Regions from separate parts of the Mus musculus genome. Here region 2 is linked to region 1. The links are chromatin contacts, called in public promoter capture Hi-C maps. All regions are on one chromosome and are shown on one strand. Each heading gives the region's core, a stretch centred on a gene start, on an enhancer-like site or on the middle of the called end of the contact. The rest is flanking DNA. Distances are from core to core; before and after follow the strand shown. Region 1 holds the start of Steap4 (STEAP family member 4). Region 2 holds the start of Crot (carnitine O-octanoyltransferase).

Region 1 (5,336 bases), core at 2,065-4,564:
CTCAGGCCCTCTACAAGAGTGCTGGGCTTCTACTCTTACTGCAGAACCATCTCTCCAGCCCTGCTCAATAACTCTTCTTTAGAGATGTGCTATATAATTGGATTGTTACTTCTTAGTCTTCTTTTAATTCATAATTACACCTCTTAACTTTTCAAAATTACCCTTCCCATACATTTTCTTTGCTTTTAAGATAAAAAAGGTGAACTTTATTCTGATGTAAGGACTGATGATGTGCTTTAAATTTAAAAGAACCACACATCCCTCAAAATTACCTTTCAGAAACACACTTCTGTCAAAGTACAGTGTGGAAAGAGCTCTCCACACATGGCAGGATGAACTCTGATTGCGGTGTGGAACTTAGAATTTAGATCAGGTTGTCAATCTCCTGTCTGCTTAATTACAGTGGACATATTTCTTTTAGTAGTCCAGGGCATTGTTTTTTTGCAAGGCCATGTTCCTAAAAGACAATCTTCAAACAGCATAAGCATTCTTTGTTCTTTATTTTTCAACACATTTGGGAGAAAACTTATTTCTATATAGGCCAAGCAATTTTCTTATCAAATAATGCCTTAAGTATTCATTATCCTTTAGTTATTTACCCAGTTTGATTCTTTGCAGTACTTCTTTCTTCTTAACAAAAGAACAAGTGTTAATTAAAATCATTTTGGAAATGACCTAAAAGTCACGGAGAACCATCTGAGTATCATGGAGAACTGCTCAAGAAACCTTTATAATTGACTAAGGCACCATTCGCTTTGGATGTGAAAGAGACACAGGTAACATCAGAGGTCTTGTCTTTGTAAATTTCATTTCTATTATTACCTAGTCTGATCTAAAGCCCATCTGGAAAAATTAACTATGTAAGGCCTGTTCCTGCTTCTTGTGGTGTGAATTATGTGTAGATAAGCTGTAGGTGCTTAACAAGTGCTCTCTTCGGATGGCAACTCAACTGGGTGCCCTAACAAGGCCTCCAGCTTTAAAGGGTTACTGTTGACTTTGATTCCTTCTCACCAGGAGTTTGTCAGTCTTTTTAAGACTTCCAAGAAAATGATTTTACAGCAGCTGATAAAATATACCTAGATTTAATTGTATGCATGAGGTGAATGCACACGTACCTATTTGTGTGTGTAGAGGCCAGAGGTCAATGCTGGCTATCTTCCTGCATTGCTTCCCATCATTTGTTTTCATTAGCACACATTAATTATACATGATAATGGGTTTCATTATAACATTTTTATTCATGTACATAATGCATTTCAAATATATTCACCTCATTAATTTTACTTGTCCCCTGCCCACGCCTGCTACCTAATCCTCCTTCTTCCCGTCCAGCCTTCCTCCTATCCAGGGAGTCTTATTAACCCTGGAGCTCACCGGCTCCAGGATCTGACAAAGCCAGCCAGCCAGTGACCTCCAGGGAGGCTTTCTCCAGCCACCCCAGTGCTGAGATTACAGGTGTAAGCCATGGGAACCAGGTTTTATGAGAGTGCTGAGGGCTCGGAACTTGAGTCCTCATGGCTTTGGGGCAAGTACCTTACCTACTAACCATCTCTCCCATCCTTAAATTTATTATGGTGGGAACTAGATAATGAGGACCACAAAAAACTGACATGTTTTTGTAACTGCAGAATCAGCTATGTATTCTTTGAAAGCGAAATCTATATCATTTAAACACTGGCATTGATGGCACAGGTAATTTAAGGGTAGTCCTTCAAGAGACAAGACAGCATGGAGTGATTTACACACTCCATTTGTGTTCTATAACAAACCTATTTCTTTAAAGTTGCTTGCAATACACTGCAGAGTTTAATGGTTTTAGTTTTTTTCTTTTTTTACCAAAGGTTATGAAAATCTATTTTTTTTCCTTCTAAACAGCAGTTAGTAAGCTTGTGAAAGGCAGATGTCTGTAGAACATGCCCAAGTCAGAGGTCTGGTCTAATGTATGTTGCTTCCTGCACTGCCAGTTGCTATGTGAATTTTAGCAGAACCATAAATGTGGCCAAATGGAGAAAGTGCGATGACCCAATTTAATGTACACATGTAGCATTTACTTTACAGCTTTGAGGTTGATACTTGAGAGTGCTCCATCCTGTTTTCTGGCCCGGTGGTGTTTGCCATGCAGGTAGAATGCTTGCTGGTAGGATTTCACACCGTGCTAAATCACAGTGCTCTGAAAAACTCGGGGCCTTGCAAAGGCCATATCTCAAAAAAGTTACTGCTTCAAATAAATGTGCCATTTTATAAAATTACACCTACTGGATCAGAAAAAAAAAGGTTCTTTCATGTGAGTGACATTTATATGACTGCCATTTATACAGAATTGGACATTCTCACACAGCAAGGCTGAAGAATGGTTTGAAAGCCAGAGTAGTCTCTGAATGATAAATGTGGTGAAACTTTTAGATGCTCCTGTGAGAGTGGTTGGGTAATTTCCTTGTAACAACAAAGTTTGCGTTATTATGGAAAGTAATTACTCAGGTATACCTGGAGCATTAGCAAGACTTTCGACACCGTTCACAGCGGTAGCACCTCATGTCATAAGGCTGTTTTTACCCTGGTAGAGCAGCATTGTGTGGATCCTCTTGGACCAATAGGCTTTCAAGTTAGATTTGTGGAACTGAGGCGACAGTTAGAACGAAGAACAGAACTCTAAACACCCTGACTCCGTGGTTAGAGCCATGCACTGAAAAATAATAAAGGAAAAAAAAAAAAAAAAACCCAAACCACCTGGCATCTGCCTCTGGACAGGCGTTCTTTCCCTCAAACTACATCACAAACAATATACCTCTAGAAAAGCAATCGCTAAGCTGCTTAAGGATATTTAAATTAAGATCAAGGAAGACCGACTGCCCAATTTCATCTCTGTGAGAAGTCCTTAGATTTAGCCTTATATTGCTGGACTGCACACCTAAGTTCTTCCAGGCTCCTTTCCCGTTGGCACTTCAGATTTGTAGGAATCCAGTTAGACAGAGAAAGAATCCAGCTGGGTCTTTCTCTTTGGGAGTCTTCTGCACCTTGATGAGTAATAAATACAACCTCAGGAAGCTAATGATTGGCTGAATGGCTCAACTGATCCCGAAGTAGCCTTTTATGAGAAGGCTATGGGGGTGAGTGTGCCTCTATCTCTGTATCAGCTGGCTGGAAAGTAGAGTCCAGAAAAGAAGGGCTGGAGGTGGGCTGACAGAAATGGAACCTCAGCCCCTGGATAAAGCAACAAGGCAAAAGAGCCAGTAAAGTGACCCACCTGCGGCGAGGCGCCCGGAGGGGCGTTGGTCTGGCGCGGCTGCGGTGGGCTCTGCCTTCTAGGCTTGCAGAGGTAGCCAGCCTGTGCTCTGCGCTGGCTCCAGGCTCCCGCTTTTAAGCCAAAGAGCGGAGGAGGGAGGGCCCGCTTGATTTCGCAAGAGGAGCTGTGAAGCAAAGTTTCCGGGAAGAGTTCAACCTGGGAATCCCGCACAGCTGGAAGGACCAGAACTTATTGTGCAGCTCTGGCTCGCAGATGGACGTTCTCCGCTGCCAAGCGGGGTATAAAAGGGGTTTTCCGGAACCTTTGGGGTGGGGCATCCCAGGTCAGCTGCAGCCTAGAGGGGCAGAGAGATACTCCTTTTCTGTTAGAGCTAGAGGACTCTGGGTAGCTAAGAAAACAGTACATGGGCAAGGAGCTTAGGCATTCCTCTTAGTTGCCTCTCTTCTTACGAAATAGTGGTGTCTTTCTCCTGCCAGGAGCCCTGATTTTTAACAGAGTCAGAGCTTAAAAGATGGAGAGTTTTCAGGTCTTCATCTCAAATGCATATGTATCTCTGTGTTCTCCAGGGCTCCAAGTTTGCTTATACCCAGGCAGCTGTGTGCATCTCCTCCTGTTAATTCCTTCCCTACATGGTAACAATGCAATACAAATGTTACCTAAATGGATGCCACACTTTATTGTTTGGGAGAGAAAGACAACAACCAAACAACAATACCTGCTTACACATGCAGAAAAGATGAATATATTTTTTTTCTAAATAGTTTTGATTCATTGTTTATTGAAACCATGCTTGGAAAACCCATGGAAGTGAAGGGCTGACCACGTATACAATTGGGTTGGTGTATCTTTCTATAGAGGAACCCAAATCTACCCCTACGGTGCTTTCAGACATAAAGAAACATGACAACGTGGAGGAAAGAGCATGCCTACGTTGCTGTTAAAATACAGCATTCTTCAAGTTTGTCTTTCTCCCAACCATCTGGTTTAACTTCCATGGCACTCTTGCCAAAGTTCAGATTCACAGTCTCAGGGGAGTGTGTTCTCAGAACTTATGAACCAGACTCTTCTTTGCCTTGATTGCAACTCTCTTCCTATGACCTGTGGAGTCAGCTGGGACCTCAGCGTCTCCCCAGAGGTCTTGTCCTGACAGCTAGTTGATTAAATAACTTCTTTGAGTGACATGGTTAGGGCATCTCACTCCTTAAGAGACTTACTACGTTTGTAGCTCTTTGTGGGCGGGTTTTCATCATACCTGATATAGTACCACATCTCGAATAGCTACTGTGCTTATTGATAAACCTACTCCCCATTCTTGTATTTTGCAGAGTTCATCAATACTATCTGTAGGCCAGAAAAGAACTTAAACATAACAAAACAAAAAACACCCGCTAATTTTGTGATTGAATTTTCTAGGTTTGAAGACTCACCGGTGAGAAAGGTATGAGTCTAGGGAAGAAGACATCCAGCTGTGTCTCCAAGAAGAACGAACCCTCATGATTGGTGAACTTGACAGCTGGGTGAGAGACTGGGAAGATCGGGACTTTAGAGCGCAGGCTTATGGAGGTCCTTATGTGCCTTGTGCTGATGATTTGCCATGGGGCTTTAAGCCTTGTTGATACAGAGACCCAATTTTGACATACTGACTGTGCGATTTACATGTAGAATGCAGATGTATTAGTTGCCAGTGGAATACCAGGTACTGTGAAAAGACAGTTGCCAAGGGCAGCAGACATTCTGACCTCTGCATTGTTTTCTTCTGGGCAGTTCATGTTATATGCAGCAGGCTGCTCAATTGTGGTGCAGTAAACGATAAGATTCCAAGAGTTATTGATTCTGGTTAAGAGGATCTGTTGTGTTTGTGATGACATAGCTTACAATAGTAAATAATAGTAGTGAATGGCCAGGTAGTAACCAGATACTTGATTCATTCCTCTTGTCGTTTGTGAACTGTAGTCCTGTACAACTGTGTGAATGATCCTGAAGACCACTTGACTTTGGCTGAAGAGAATGTTTTCATTGTGTAGGCTAAGAACCCAAATCATCTCGGGCTATCTTTAGCCTCTTTCAGCAGCCACTTGCTATTCATTTATTT
Region 2 (5,336 bases), core at 2,089-4,588, 1.0 Mb before region 1:
GTGGTCAACACTATCCAGTCTTGTCTGTTGCCACACACACTCTCCAGTGGAGTCCGCTTGATAGGCTGAGAAGCCTAAAAGCCACTCACGAGGCAAAGAGTTTCACAGAAACTCACCTCCTGGAGTTTTTGCATTATCATTTACTCATATACTCATATTCTATTCCCGCGTTAGTCTGGTGTATGGAAAAATTCTGTTATAGTTAAGTCTCCCCAGTGTTCCAAGGTCCCAGAAGCCGCTGAGCTTAGAATCCTGTAAGAATGCAGTAAGGACGTTAACCTATTCAGTAACTAATTAAGCATTGCAAAAGACGGAGCCAGTAGCTCAGAGCTGGTCTACCAAGGACAGTAGCAATTCTCACCCAAAAATGGGAATAATAGAGCCAGGGAATCCCACGGAGATAGAAATCTTCAGTACAGGCTACATTATATATTAGAAGCAAGTTGGTGAATTCTCCTGACAAGTGGAGATTCTCCAGATACTTAGAAGTTACACTCATATAGGAATTTATCAAGGCCTAGGAGATAGGGGGGTTGTGATATTGCATTATTCATGAGGCCTGCCAAGAGCAGAACCCCCTGGTGCTAGCCTTCACAAGGCTCAAAGCTATAGCACTAGAGTGTGAAATCCTTGCCTGTCACTAAGCTGACCCTAGGCAGGACTGCTTTATCTTTACTGTAAACATTAACCTGGTTCCTGTAAATCCTTTTGAAATCATTCCTTTGTTTTGTACCTGGTAACTTCAGTGTACCTTGCCTGCTGTGACTTCCGGACCCCTTGTACTATATAAGATTGGTGTTCACTTTGTGACAATACATTCAGATTCTACACAATCTCATGTGTTGGTCTGTCTGTCACCCTCTAACGCTTTGTCCATCTGCCCCAGAGACCCGTTCCATGCAGACAAAGGGACTTAGAGGGTCTGCGGCAGTCTGTAAAAGTCTTCCTTTTAATTTGGTAGTGTATGGAGAAAGAGCTACACTGAATGGACTCTAGCCAGCCCGAGCATGTCACACATGGCTCTGGTAGGCATTGCCTTTCTCCCTGATTCCCACTGTCTTGCTGGAAACTATTAGATTTTATTCCTATAACTAGCCAACAAGGTCTATTCCCTTATTTGGTCATTTCCCTCTCCTGAGGCGGACTACCAAAGTCTAGTTATCAAAGTATTGCGGTTCAGCTATCAACCCTCCGCTCCTTTGACTGACCTAATCTGTCTAATGAAAGTCAACACCTCATCCTAGCTCAGGGCTTGCCCTTGACTTGACACTGTCATTTGCCTATGTGCCACATCTGCCTCCTCTCTAGCCAGAGGTAGCCCCTTGCCCTGGGGTCCTGGGTCCATATGGATCCCTTCATACACATAAATGAATGATTTTTTAAAGATTTATTTATTTTATGTATATGAGTACACTGTACAGATGGTTGTGAGCCTTCATGTGGCTGTTGCGAATTGAATTTTTAGACCTCTGCTCACTCCGGTTGGATACTCCAGAAGAGGGAGTCAGATCTCATTATGGGTGGTTGTGAGCCAGCATGTAGTTGTTGGGATTTGAACTCAGGTCCTCTGGAAGAGCAGTTGGTGCTCTTACCTGCTGAGCCATCTCTCCAGCCCGAATGATTTTTTATATAACTTTAATAGTCAATTTTAAGACTTGGGACAAGTTGTTGCTATAAGACATACTCCAAAAGCTTGCAATATCTTCCTCAGCCATCAAGATCTGTCTATCCTGAGCTAAGAAATACAAGCTTGTTCAAATTTAATCTGAGTGCTACCGATTTTAAATTTGACATTAAAATATCTATTATACATTTGGTAGAAAACATTTTCAGGACTCTGCTTAATTACAGTTTTACAGAGATGGTCATTTTTCTCACATTCTCCAGGTTCTACTGATTTTTTTCAGTCCCGAGGTTGTTTTCTTTTTATGAGAAGCCAAGATCTTCATGGAGACACCGTTTCTGCTTAACAAAACCAGGAAGAAGAGAAACTTGCAGCAGGGCTTGAATGTAGCTCAGTGTTAAAGACCCTGCATAAAGGCCTGGTTTGGTGAGATTACCAAACTCACAAAAACAGTGAAGGTGAGTGACCCTAAATTCTTTGCCACCAGCAAACATTCAATATGCGTAAACTTCTAAAGAGGTGCCAAAATTTTTTTTACTAAAAAAAAAAAAAAAAAAAAAAAAAAAAGACAATGAAGGTTTCTGAGAAATCCAGTCAGTCTAAGAATTCTATTTTCGAAGCATAATATAATATCCGGAACGGAACACTTACATACTATGAGGGGGAAAAGTTCTTTAACACAGTCACTTTGACAAGCTTAGAGAGATTATCCAGCTTGATTATGTAATACCTCCAGCAACGCTGTGCAGTCATGAAACATATTAGTAATTCTGCGGGAAACTCAAAAGGATTTCGGAAAGACAGCAGCTTTTAATATACTAATTTGAAATGAAGTCATTAAACTGTTGAATAACTTAACTATGCAGGAGCAGGTAAAATATTTTTCCTTCCACGAAAACAAAACAGAAGTACAAATAAAAAGTGTATATAAGTTTAAAATTGTATCAATTTATTTCAGGAGGTAAATGAAAAAAAGGGCATTGACCTGTGAAACTAAAAATACCTCATAGTCTTCCTCTAGGACGTGCTAGCTTTTTAAAAACGCAACTTCTTGGATGATAAAAATATTCAGGCAAGGCCAAAGCTTGAAGCTTGACCATCGCTAGAGACTGCAAGGGCTTGCCCTAGATGGCTGGGAGTTGGCCAAATCTTAAGTCTCAAAGAGGCGACGAGGCCAAACCGGATCCATTCGCCTGCTATTCTCTTGCCAGCACACAGGGTAGACAAAATAAAATGTCTCAGTATAAATTCTTAAATTTATATCTAAAGTAGTATAAATGCTTGCCTGGGCCATGCAAAGGAGGCTGGCACAAAGAAGGGGGAGCGACTGGGAAGAAAGAACACAGCGCCAAGCCCCTAAGAGTTCGGCGAAAAGCAGGCTGAGCCGTGGGCCTCCTTACGCAGCCACAGGGCTGTGCCCGAGAGTGGGTAGATCTCTGGACGGAGGCCAATCTCCCGCAGCATCCGGAAGGAAGCTGCTGTAGCGGGGACTGCAGGGCGCTTATCTGACTTTCTGCTGCGTTCCCGGGGTCTGCAGCCTAGGACGCCACCAGAGCCCGAGAACCCGGCGGGGGCGGGACCAGCAAGCCTCGACAGCCCACCCCTTCCAGCGCGGGGTGGGACCCTCGCGGCTTCCCGTCCAATCCCGTTCCCCGACGCGCACAGGGCGGGACCCTCGCGGTTTTCCGTTCTGGTCCGGCCTCAGGACAGCCCAGAGCCTGCAGGCCGACGCAGAGGGACAAGAGGGGCGCGGGAGGTGAGGATTCTGGGGCCGGCTGCTCGCTCTCCTTCCCCTCCCACATGGCGAGGGGGTCGAAGGGTATTGCAGTAGCAGGAAGCCGAGCTGAGTGCAGTCGGGCTGTGCGCCCAGGCGCCCCGTCTGGCGCGGGCGTGGTGCCCCCCCCCCCCCCCGAGCATCTTGCCCTTCTGGTTTGGGGTGTCCTCTCTCAGTTGCACCGGCCTCGCTAGAGTGCTAGAGTGCTAGAGTGCTTGATCGATTGGTTGGTTTTGCGTGTGCATGTTTCTTGGTTTTTCTCCCCTTGTCCTTATCCTCGGTGAGAAGCTGCCCTTGTTTTGGTGGGAGGAGTTTCTGAACTTTATTGCTTTCTGCTTCTGCTGCAACCTCCCCGCGGGCACCGGAAGGTTCCCTGTGCCCCTTGGGTCCATCTGATAGGCTGCTTGGAACATAGCTAGCTCTGTAGTGATATAAATCTCATGTCTAGCAGATGTCCGTTCTCTGTATTTCCAGCTTCTGTCACTATCCTCTTCTCCTTTCCTGATCTTTACTTGAGTGTATTTCTTCCTTTCCACAGTCACCAGGCTTGGCCAGTTCGGGTTCCCTGTGGTTTCCTTTCCGAATTGTTCAAGCAGGCTCCTGGAGGTCCTGAGCACTTCTTCGTGGTTTACTGGTATGTGACCCTATTTGTTTACTTCCTGGTTCTATTTTCCCACCTCTCTCGCGTTCACATCACCTTGCTTTCAGAAAGTCCACTGTCATCGTTTTCTTAATTTTATTGGAATCGTTTAACTAGTTTTATATGGTTGAAAACTTAAGACAACTCTTAAAGAATCTGTAGTCGGCTTAACCTTGCAGGGGCTAAGCACTGCAGCAGGCATAAAATTAGTACTCTGGTCTTCTTTGTGGGATCTGTTAAATGACAAGGAAGTGTAATGAGATCAGCTTGCCCGGCATGCTTGCATTAGTTTCCTATTGCTGTTACAGCAGACAGTGACATGTTTAGCGGTTAAAGGAACACAGACTTTGAGTTTCTGAAGATCTGAAGTCCGAGCAAGCTTAGCTGCTTACCCTGCATGGACGCACAAAAGGAGAGACCAGGGTTTCTGTTATGAGTTACTTTCTGAAGTTTTAGGGGGAGACTCCCTTTTCAGGTTCATTCGAGTTGGCAGAGTCTAACCCCTGTTCACTTGCATTAGGATTAATCCCATTTCCTGCAAGTCCTGTTTGTCTCTGAGTTCGTTAAGGACATGGATGTAGACACAGATCATTAAAGACATAGATGTAGACACAGAGGTGTGGCAGTATCTCTGCTCAAGCACTCAAATGATTAGGTTAGGTCCTCTCTATTTTAAGCCTTTTTTTTTTTTTTTTTTTTTTTGTAGGTGAAACCCAGTTGCAACCATAGGAGTAATGATGTTCTATCATAATGACAAGTTCTGGGGACTAAAAAGAGTAGGTAGGAGTTAGGTCATCATAACAATTCTGCCCATTATAGTCCATAATATAGTTGTTTCAGGATGAGTTGTTTTTATGGCATTAAAAAGTCTGATGACTAATTATATGGTTATACATGCCAAGATAAAGAGATTCAATTAAAGTTACTTGCCTAGAGCTGGGTGGGTGTTGGTGGCATATATTCCCAGCACTAGGGAGTCAGAGGCAGGCTGACCCATGTGAATTCAGGCAAGCCTGTCTGACAAAAGTTAGTTCCAAGCCTGCCTGGGGTATATAGTAATATTCTAACCCCCCCCCCCAAAAAAAAGACAAATTTTGAGGCTCAGTGAGATGGCTCATTGGATATTGACACCTGCAGGCAAACCTGATGACCCAAGTGTGATCCCCAGGACCCACATGGTAGAAAAGAGAATGAACTCCTGGGAGCTGTCCTTTGACTTCCCCGTGTGTGCTATGGCAGCCCACTACCAAATAAACGGTCCTGTTTTTTCTAGTCATTTGCCTAGGAGCAAATGGTTA

Evidence for each region. Promoter capture Hi-C pulls out the DNA fragments that hold promoters and counts their contacts.
Region 2: a promoter capture Hi-C map of liver shows a contact between it and region 1. The contact joins the promoter of Crot here to the promoter of Steap4 in region 1. A contact is called at or near these places in 4 of 39 promoter capture datasets (liver, pre-B cells and stem cell-derived epiblast-like cells).

The regions. Positions count from the first base shown.
Region 1 is chr5:7,958,450-7,963,785 of GRCm38.p6, reverse strand. It overlaps Steap4 (STEAP family member 4), which reads right to left and starts at 3,314. Exons shown (of 5, transcript NM_054098.3): 1 at 3,245-3,314. It overlaps Gm30835 (a long non-coding RNA gene), which reads left to right and starts at 3,394. Exons shown (of 3, transcript XR_376720.3): 1 at 3,394-3,522; 2 at 4,658-4,761.
Region 2 is chr5:8,995,148-9,000,483 of GRCm38.p6, reverse strand. Crot (carnitine O-octanoyltransferase) reads left to right here and starts at 3,338. Exons shown (of 18, transcript NM_023733.3): 1 at 3,338-3,380; 2 at 3,937-4,032.